2 separate regions of the Hordeum vulgare genome follow, and region 1 is linked to region 2. A link is a contact called in public Hi-C data. All regions are on one chromosome and are shown on one strand. Each heading gives the region's core, a stretch centred on a gene start, on an enhancer-like site or on the middle of the called end of the contact. The rest is flanking DNA. Distances are from core to core; before and after follow the strand shown.

Region 1 (5,065 bases), core at 429-2,928, 130 kb after region 2:
TTCTTTATAAAAGCTCAAGGGCATTTATCCCTTACATGAAAGAGAAGCCAAGCATGTTCTCTATAATAACTTTTAGTTAAGGATCGGTTCGAACGCAAAAATTCCATACGTATGAATCCGTAAAATATTTCCAATGTTTCCTTTCGTTTGTTGATCCGCTTTATAGGAATTCTCCATTTCTATACCATCTTTGCGTCGGGGGGGTGCACATTTGCACATCATATTTTGAATTCGTTTTTGGCCTTTCACCCAAAATATGAAGTTAATGAGTTTTTTATCATCTGCATTTCTCTTGCAAATTATTGGCAAAGTTATTGGCCTAAGTGAGATTTTGAAACATTTTGAAGAGTGGTGGGCGAACTTTCTTGGCCTGGCTTTCGCTGCACGCCGGCCGTCTATCAGCATCTGAACAATACAAAACGCGGCGAGCCTCAAAATATTTTGAACAATGAGATTGCACATGCCTTAATCAGGTTTATACAAAGTCTTCTTTGTACACCCATGTATTGTTGCCTAAATCGGATCCTTCAAACAACCAACAGTTTTGCTCATGAAATTTCCCACGTGGACAAGCAACACAAAATATTTCTCATTTCTTGATTCCCCATTTAAACTTAATTCTTGCAACTACACCTGCTTCTCTCTCCCCGTATGTGCTTGTTAAATGATAGATAAGTTATCCACATTTAGTGTGTCCCGGGCGAATCTCATAAGATTTGAATACGCCGCTGGTGATACATATTATCTTCGTTGACTTTAATAAGAGCTTTATTTTAGAATAAATGATCAATCATTTTTTTCAAACAAGCAATGTATACTAGTAAAAGAGAGGTTTCAACTATGAAGATCATGGATAATGTACGTCTAGCGGTTGGCATCACTCTCGTCTGTATTGTGATGCATTGAGTCAAAGCTAGGAAGATACACAAGTTAGAAATGTTCATCGAATGACACATATGGTGGTAGCATGTTACCAATTTTTATTATGTTGTCAACATGATAAAACTCGTGTTAATTTTTCATGGTAGCATTGCCCATTCAGTCTCAGCATATCATTCTTTATAAAAGCTCAAGGGCATTTATCCCTTACATGAAAGACAAGGTAAGCATGTTCTCTATAACAACTTTTAGTTAAGGATCGCTTTGAACAGAAAAATCCCATACGAATGAATCCATAAAATGTTTCCAAGATTTCCTTTGTTTCTTGATCCGCTTTACAAACAACTATAGGAATTCTCCATTTCTCTCCCTGCGCGCGCGGGGAAGGGGGGGCATGTTGTGTTTTCATCCGCAGTTAAGGATCGCTTTGAACAGAAAAATCCCATACGAATGAATCCATAAAATGTTTCCAAGATTTCCTTTGTTTCTTGATCCGCTTTACAAACAACTATAGGAATTCTCCATTTCTCTCCCTGCGCGCGCGGGGAGGGGGGGGGGGCATGTTGTGTTTTCATCCGCAGTGATATTCATTTGCGCGTCGTAATTTGAAATTGTTTTTTTGCCTTTCGCCAAAAATAAAGTTCAATGAGTTTTGTATCCATCCATTTCTCTTACAACTTCTTGGCAAAAATAGTATGGGCAAAGGGAGGGAGGATTTGGAACATTTTGAAGCGTGCCGGGCGCACTCTTCTTGGCCTGGCTTTCTCCGCACGCCGGCCGTCTATCAGCATCTGAACGGTACAAAACGCGGCGAGCCTCACCATCCACCTGTCACCTCCGCCACCAGCCCCACACCCCGCATATAACACATGTCCACCTCCATGACCGTCTCCGTCTCCGCCGCCGCATCTTCCTCCCTGCCTCCCCTCTCCGCCCGCCGCCGCTCGCCGCCGGCGTCCCTCGTCCCGGTCAGGAGCCTCCGTTCCAGCCCCCGCCCCCGCCTCCTCTCCTCAGCGCGCACGACCCCCGTCCTCCTCCCCGCCGCCGCGATGGCCACCGACGGCGCCGCCGCCGCCCCCGCCGGCTCGTCGAAGAGGGACCTGCTCATCTTCGACGCCGAGGAGAACCTCGCGGTGTCCCTGGCCAAGTACACGGCGGATCTCTCCGCCAAGTTCGCCGCCGAGAGGGGCGCCTTCACCGTCGTGCTCTCCGGCGGATCCCTCATCCATGCCCTCAGGTTCGTCCCCCGGCCGCCCTCCCCGGAGATCGCGCGTTCTCTGGCTGCTCGGGGCTTCTCGATCGCGTGATCCCTAATTTTTTTCGGGCCTCGCAGGAAGCTGACGGAGGCGCCGTACCTGGAGACGGTGGACTGGACCAAGTGGCACGTCTTCTGGGTGGACGAGAGGGTCGTGCCCAAGGACCACGAGGATAGCAACTACAAGCTCGCACTGGATGGGTTCCTCTCCAAGGTATTCCCCACGGGTTCTTCCTAGATTTACTCCTCTTCATGCAAATGCCTAGTAAGAAATTTGGCGAGTATATATGTGAAAGCATATGACTTCTCTCCTCCACACCGTGCATTTCTATATAATCATGCGCAACATATCTGGCTACAAAAAAGTCATAATTAAACCCGTGTTATCAATTTATTGTACAAATTGTAACAATGCTCATAATCATTTACATGTATGGTATCATGTCATATTTATGTTAACTTAAGTTGGAAATCATGTAAACAGCTGTACAGATAACATGTGATTCTGGCAAGATATGATCTTACATAAGTTTGGGAAGTTTAACCTTAACCCTGTAAATCTGTAGCTTTTTCAAGTGATACAACTTTCAATTTCTGCGAGAAATTTAGTTGCAGTCCTGTAGATAGTGTAGACCGCCTCACTTGAATTTATGGTAGCCAAACTCCCAGTTTCCACCTATTTAGGTCTTTCCTTTAGTAAGTTGGGGCATTTGGAAGGCATTGTGGCCTCTAGTGATGGGGAGTTCTAAAGGAATAAGATTCTGGTAATGCTTGGATTTGGTGACAGGCTATTTAGCTTCACCATGTTAACTTTGGATAAATTTGGAGCTATATCTGAGGGTATCCATGGCTTATAAGAAATTTGGTGAGTGTATCCATATATGGCATAACGCCATATTTATGTTAGGCTCAGTTGGAAATCATCTAGAGAGCCATTCAGATAGCATGTGATTCTGGCAAAATATGGTCTTACATAAGTTCAGGTATGTGGCCTGGTAAAACATTTGCAGAGGTGAATCCTGTAAATCTGTAGCTTTTTCAAGATACGACTTTCATTTTCTGTTACAAGTTTAGTTAGGGCATCTCCCACGGGAGACGCTAGCAGCGGCGTTTATGATGGAAAAATAACCCAAATGATAAGTGCCACACGTGTGGCAAGAAGCACTCTGGCCCTGAAGTTTCTTACAACTAAAGTTGGCATCTGAAAAGAAAAAACAAACCCAAATAAAACTGAAACTTGCCATCCGAAAAGAAAGTTGCCATCCTTGCGTCACTAAACTTGTCATAAAAAACGTTCGGAGTTGCCATGTGTTTGTGCCACACGTGTGGCACTTATCAGGGTCCAAAAATAAATATCCCAGGAATCTAGCGCTTCCTCTTCCAACGGCAGATGCTTAGTGATCACCTGACAAAGCGTTTCAACTCATGCGGAGGCAGAAAGAAAAGGCTAGCGCTCGCCTCCAGCTCTGGTATCCACGCCAGGTTAGACGCCAGGATATGTCGGTCTAACTGCCAATTGGGCAGGATACTAGTCATGGCGCTCACTCCTAGCGCCTTGTGTTGTAGGTGCCCTTACAGTTCTTTAGATAGTGACACATTCTTATGTATAATTGTTCCATTCTCATCAGTTATATAGCCACATGTAACTTCCTATCTATTGAGAAGTCTGTAACTGGGTCATGTCTTCTACTTTGTAGGTACCAATTCCTACTGGTCAAGTGTATGCTATCAATGATGCCTTATCTGCTGAAGGAGCAGCAGAGGACTATGAAACCATCTTGAAGCAACTTGTTAAGAATGGTGTCCTTGCAATGTCAAAAACAACTGGGTTTCCCAGGTTCGATCTGCAGCTTCTTGGCATGGGCCCTGACGGTCACATCGCCTCTCTCTTCCCAGGCCATCCACTTGTTAAAGAGAACAAGAAGTGGGTCACACACATCTTGGACTCTCCAAAGCCGCCACCACAGAGAATCACATTCACGTTCCCGGTGATCAACTCCTCTGCATATGTCGCCATGGTGGTAACTGGGGCTGGGAAAGCTGGTGCTGTGCAGAAGGCGATTTCGGACAAGAAAACTTCTGATTTGCTCCCCGTTGAGATGGCTGTGCTTGACGATGGAGAATTCACCTGGTTCACCGACAAGGAGGCGGTGTCGATGCTGCAGAACTAAGTGAGTCCCATGGCGATCTAAGGGCTTAAGCTCCTAATTAAAATAAAAGTGAGTCCCATGGTGGCATGGTTGCATTCATCCTGGTGGGTCACCTGTAAGGTGAACTTGAGCGTTATGTAGTATATTGTTTCAAAGCAATGTGTTTAGGAGTAAATAACATTTGCTGAGGCGTTGCCGAACGGGTGCCCAGATTATTTACCAAACTTGTGCTTTTAAATGTTACGGCTCCGTGATTATGAAATGCAATGCCTGTCGCATTCTGTTACTGTCCTGTTCTAAGGTGATTTTGTGATCCAAAATTGCTACGTGTGCTACTTTATCTGTACAATTCATGTCCGATGTTGTGATCCCATGATTCCCCTTGACGCATAGATCTGTTTGAAGGGTGATTGAGCAGCCGGAAAACAAATCATCGTGTGCCTAGCACTGCCTTTTGTGATCATGGCAATCACATACTTCATCTGATCTGTTGCCGGATGGAGGAGACCTCGCTTGGTTCACTCACTGCAAGGCCAGCACTGGTGTGACAATGTTGCAGAACGGGTGGACCTAATCACGCAGAGGGCGAGGGCCTGCGTTAACTGCATAACTGAAGGTGCCCTGCCTGAATTCTTCTTTTTTCTGAAGAGGAGACTGAGTAACTTATTTGAGGCAACCACCAGTCACTTGTTGAGAAAAGAAATGTTTCTACTTATTGGTATAACTTTTTGTATAAACGTTGGTATGACTGCATTCTCTATTTCTCATTTACTCATTGTTG
Region 2 (5,002 bases), core at 2,345-4,844:
TCTTTTTAGAGATTTCACTAGGAGACTACATACGAAGCAAAATGAGTGATCTACACTCTAAAGTATGTCTATATACATCCGTATGTAGTCTCCTAGCGGAACCTCTAAAAAGACTTATATTTAGGAACGGAGGGAGTATCATCTTAGAGGAGTTTAGTCATGGATGTTGGCCGGCTTCTGTTTCTAGATTAAACCAGTGGCCCTCTGAACTTGTTTGTATCTTAATTAATAATGCGTGTAATGCTGCAAATCCTGTAGAATTGTTACAGTTGGTTCTATGGTAGCAAGAAGACCAATAATAACCAACATCGAAACATAAGTGTGTTCTATTCTTATATGAGCTGTACTCTTAATACTAGGAGATGTCTTCCTGCTAAAAACAATTAGACTTAGATTACACTCAACTTTTAAACCCATTTAAGAGTGAAACTATCATAGAAAAGTCACAGTTGAACAGGTTCAAATTTGGTTACATGATTACCTCCCCTCAAAGTCACGTTGGTGAGATAAAAGAGGAATCCAAACAATTCCTAATTTATTTACATGGTTCCTGCAGATATGTACCAGAAACTTATGTTTGTGCAAACTTGTGTGACATTTCAGACAATCACTTGTTGAGGTCTGGATACATGTTCATAATGTGAAATAGAAGCAGTCCTTTGACTTAGGTTATTCAAAAATCAGAATCCGATACGCTTCAACTATGCTCCCTAATCATAACATTTAGGTCCGAGAATGATCATATACTTATTCGAGCTACTTGGACTGAGATGTGTTATTTGTATTTGCAACAACATACTTTATGTCTGCTTAATCGGAAAATGCCCGCAGAACAATTATACTCCTACCAAGTAGCACGCTGGGTGGGGTGCAAATCGACTGAAACTTGTTCTGCGTCGTAAATTCTGTAAGCTAAACCCTCTGCATCGTTTGATTTTCAGGCCGTTGACCCTAACCAGCTGCGTGCAAATGGATTGGTTGCTGCTGAATGCAAACCATGTATGGGGCTACTGAAGGTCTTCCCGGATGCTGATAAACCTGGCCTTATTCTCAGTTGTCGGTCTTTCCTTGTGTTTCCTTGTTTAAAGTTCGTGTTTTACCTTGCTGTTGACATCTGGTGCTATAGAGCAACAAACAGCAGAGTATCAAAGAGAAGCATGGTAACACACCTGGACCTTCCCTGCAAATTCCAGTGACAATTCATATATGTCGTTCACATGTTGTATGTCTCCTGTCAAAGTTATGCCACGAGGACATGTATCTTTTTCTGATTCTTGTGGGAATTTCGAGCCGTTTCTATCGAAATCTCAACGGTCCAAACGGGGCTGCATAATGCAACTGCAGTGCCTACACTAATGTTGGAGTACTTATATTGCTGCATTTTCATGTTTTCTTTTGAATTAAAACATTCTTCCATGTTTTATTTTTATTTGTTTTTAAAATAAAACGTTCTTCCAGAGGCACTCTGTCTGGGTTTGTGTGGGTCCCACGTGCAGTGAGCGCCAGGCGGTGAGTGGAACAACTCGTCGCCGTCCTCTTCCAATCCAAACCGCAGCAGAGCAGAGCACGCGGCAGCCGAGAAACGCACACCACGGCACGATGCCACACGCCGCGCTCCTCCGCCCGCTCATCCCGCCCCCTCTCGTCCCCGCGAGGCCGCTCACCGCGCGATGCCGCCGCGTCCGTGGGAGATGCGCTCCCGGCCAGGGCGCGGGCGAGGGCGCCTCCGGCGCGGAGTGGCTGAGCTCGGCGGTCGGGGAGAAGGTGGACGAGCTGCTGCGGCGCGAGGAGAACCGGGCGCTGCTGGACGGGGTCGAGGCCGCCGAGCGCCGCGTGGAGCTCGCGCGCGCCAAGCTCGCGGACATCGAGCGCCAGGAGGCAGCCGCCCGCCTCGCCACCGAGGAGGTCCGCCGCCTCGAGAGGCGCCGGGACGAGGTACGCGACAGCATACGCCGCGGCTGCACGTAACCTGTTCGACGCTTTGCCTGCTCAGTGATTCTCCCGCGTTGCGTGGGTCAGTCGTAGGAGGGCGATCATACGCGAGCGGCCAGTGGGCGGTACGTAGCACGGACCGCCACCGTCACCCTCAGTGCGCCGCTGCTTATTTCTGGCGCGATTCTACGCTACTGTGGATATGGACATATGGTAGTACCGCTGCCTACCATGTCGCTACGACGTTCGGTGACCGCCGCTCTTGTGTTTGAGCTAATGTGGCGCCGACTAACTTGAGGGGCGATGAATGATGCTCTTTAATTGGCCAAACAATAGAAACACTCAGACTCAGTAGGTGCATGTGGTTCGTCAAGGTAATGCCCGCAGAGCGGCGGGACTGCGATAGACAGGCTAGATGCAGGGAATGCGAGATTTACTTCTTGAGCTTCATGTGCTCGCAGACGAGAGAATTGTTATTTGTGGAACTTGTTAAGTACTGATGGGTATCATATTGGCTTCTACCAGTAGACTTTTCCACCCTTTTGGGGTTCAAGGCTTCAAGACGCCCTGTTGTTTGTTTGGTAAACTGAGATAATGAGATGGTTCCACTTCTTCTACAAACATAAAGTACTAGTGGCATGTGCCTTTGTTCATGTGGTCCCGTGATGATGAAGCAAATTGATTATTGGTTGTGATACCAACTTTATATGATCGTACAGTTCTGTAATCATCGAAATACCTTTCCTTCAATAGTCATAGGAAGACATCAGTTTTTTCTAGCTTGATGCATTTCTTCATAATATATATGTTTATAATGTTGCATTACTTAAACAAGATTGCAGAGTCCCAGCGGGAATTGCTACAGGCAAGAGAAATGATTGATGAAGCACAGCGTACCTTGACTTCTAGCCTTGAGGATCGAAGCTTTTGGAACACGTCAGGTGGAGAAGATATCGATAAAGATAGTGAGAGACTTGAATCTGTAAAAGCTGCAGCAATTTCCTCTATAATCGGTGTTCTGGCTAGTTTGCCCATATCTTCCTATGAAGTCCACAGTTTGCCCCAACTGTTTTTTCGATCATCGGTTGTTCTCATAAGTTGTGCATTGTTTGGAGTCACATTCCGGTATGCTGTTAGAAGAGATCTGGATAATATCCAGCTTAAAACCGGAGCTGCTGCCGCATTCGCTGTTGTTAGAGGTAAAACTAGACGATGCCATTGCTAAAAACTTCTCAGCAAATATTCGTTTGCACGATTATTTTCTTCACTGAAACTGAATTGTTTGCAGGTCTTGCTTTGCTGGAATCTGGGAGGACTTTCGAGCTGAGCACCGATGCCTTAATGCCACTTGCTCTTGATGGTGCAGTTAGTGTGGTTGGGAGCATTTTTATATTTCTGTCTTCTGCTATTGCACTGGACTATTGTTTTAAGATGGGATTTTTGAGTCCATTCCCTGCAAGGAAACAATAGGTTCTGTGAATAATCTAGAATATCAACACATATATCTGTTACTACGTTGATCATATGTAATATTGCTGATTTCTTAGATTCATGATGGCAAATATTTCCCTGTGCAATCACCGTTTCCTCAAGTTTATCAAGTAATGCTTCTGTTTATTAGCTGGACCTTGTCTTGTTTCCTCAAATCTTATATGAAACAGATAATTCAGAGCTCCGTTGTGTGCTTGAATTTTATTTCGTTTGTATATGTTCATCATGTACCATTGACTGGTCCAGAATGCAATTATTTGTTTCTGTTTCTTCCATATCATTGATCTTCGTCCCCAGCGGAATATTTGATTTTTTCTTGAATTAAATGCTTTCAATACCCTGTTTCACACCAGCCTTCTGTGAAACGTTGCACAACCTGGTATTCCATTTCTCAGTTCAAAAAAGAAAAAGAAAAACTGACATGTCCATGTATCAATCTTCATCCTTGCGCGGTGGGAATTCCCTACTCCTTACGATCGTCCAATGTTCTTAAATTCTGATGCAGAAGCAACATTGTGTGATATCTTTCTTATTAATGCTCTCTGTGCAGTACTTGTTTACTACTGTTATTCCATCCGTTTCTTGATTGCTGTTGAGCAACTAGCTGCTGAACTGTGCTGAAATTTGATACAGTATTATTCTGGTATTTCATAAAGCGCCAAGCCGATGGAACTGGGGGACATGTTATTGCATTACAAATATGGGCCCGTGTGAAGTTGCCACTGTAGAAAGATGGATGTAGAACGGGCATTTCTGCTCTTGTGAGATTTGGCTACATGTACCTGGGGCTCTCTTCATCCATCAAGGATTGTGGACGCAGCCTGGAACTGTTGAAAGTTGGAGCTTGCTGGCATTGCGAAGAAGACATGTAGGTCTCAGCTCCATGCTGAATGGTGGTGGTGGTGGGGGATTGTGCAGGGAAAGTGCCTTATGAACCGTCATACGGACAAGGTTATCTTCTCGTGTTCTATTGTATTATTATTTTGATAATTACTTGATCAACGTGGTATTATTTTGCACGTCGCAGCCTGGAACTGTTGAAAGTTGGAGCTTGCTGGCATTGCGAAGAAGATATGTAGGTCTCAGCTCCATGCTGAATGGTGGTGGTGGTGGGGGATTGTGCAGGGAAAGCGCCTTCTGAACCGTCATATGGACAAGGTTATCTTCTCGTGTTCTATTGTATTATTATTTTGATAATTACATCATCAATGTGGTATTATTTTGCACGTATGGTTAAAGTTGACCAGTTTTGGAGCAAACAGCCACACATGGTCTGTCATGAGAACATCTTTCGATACATTGTATGTGGTAAGCTAATTAGAGATGAGAGAACAAATGTAAGCCATATGTTTACTTCTTACTATTGTATATTGATTTTTTTCAAACCGGATCCTTGAAATTTTCTAACCTGTTTCAGCAGAAATTTTTCCCAATATCTTGCACATATTTTTCTTCATTTGTTTCAATATGAAGAATGCAAAATCAAACATCCCAGTTCATAGAACATAATTGCCTTGCCATAATTTCCTTGTGAAAATTGATATAGATCACGCAAGAAATTGTAGCAAAGAAAATAAAA

Evidence for each region. Hi-C and Micro-C count contacts between places; a contact is called where the count stands out from the background.
Region 1: a contact with region 2 is called in a Hi-C map of leaf, with 3 times the contacts expected there. The contact joins the promoter of LOC123400037 here to the promoter of LOC123400034 in region 2. A contact is called at or near these places in 3 of 6 Hi-C or Micro-C datasets (leaf and seedling) and 1 of 1 datasets of contacts at active chromatin or transcription factors (embryo).

What each region holds. Positions count from the first base shown.
Region 1 is chr5H:497,519,017-497,524,081 of MorexV3_pseudomolecules_assembly, forward strand. It overlaps LOC123400037 (probable 6-phosphogluconolactonase 4, chloroplastic), which reads left to right and starts at 1,679. Exons shown (of 3, transcript XM_045094432.1): 1 at 1,679-2,116; 2 at 2,213-2,348; 3 at 3,832-4,570. The coding sequence starts at 1,749. The coding sequence ends at 4,305.
Region 2 is chr5H:497,383,142-497,388,143 of MorexV3_pseudomolecules_assembly, forward strand. It overlaps LOC123400034 (protein TILLER ANGLE CONTROL 1-like), which reads left to right and starts at 3,595. Exons shown (of 5, transcript XM_045094429.1): 1 at 3,595-4,374; 2 at 4,451-5,002. LOC123400033 reads left to right here and starts at 1,546. Exons shown (of 3, transcript XM_045094427.1): 1 at 1,546-1,935; 2 at 2,768-3,131; 3 at 3,221-3,496. The coding sequence starts at 1,600. The coding sequence ends at 3,402. It overlaps LOC123400032, which reads left to right. Exons shown (of 2, transcript XM_045094426.1): 2 at 942-1,356.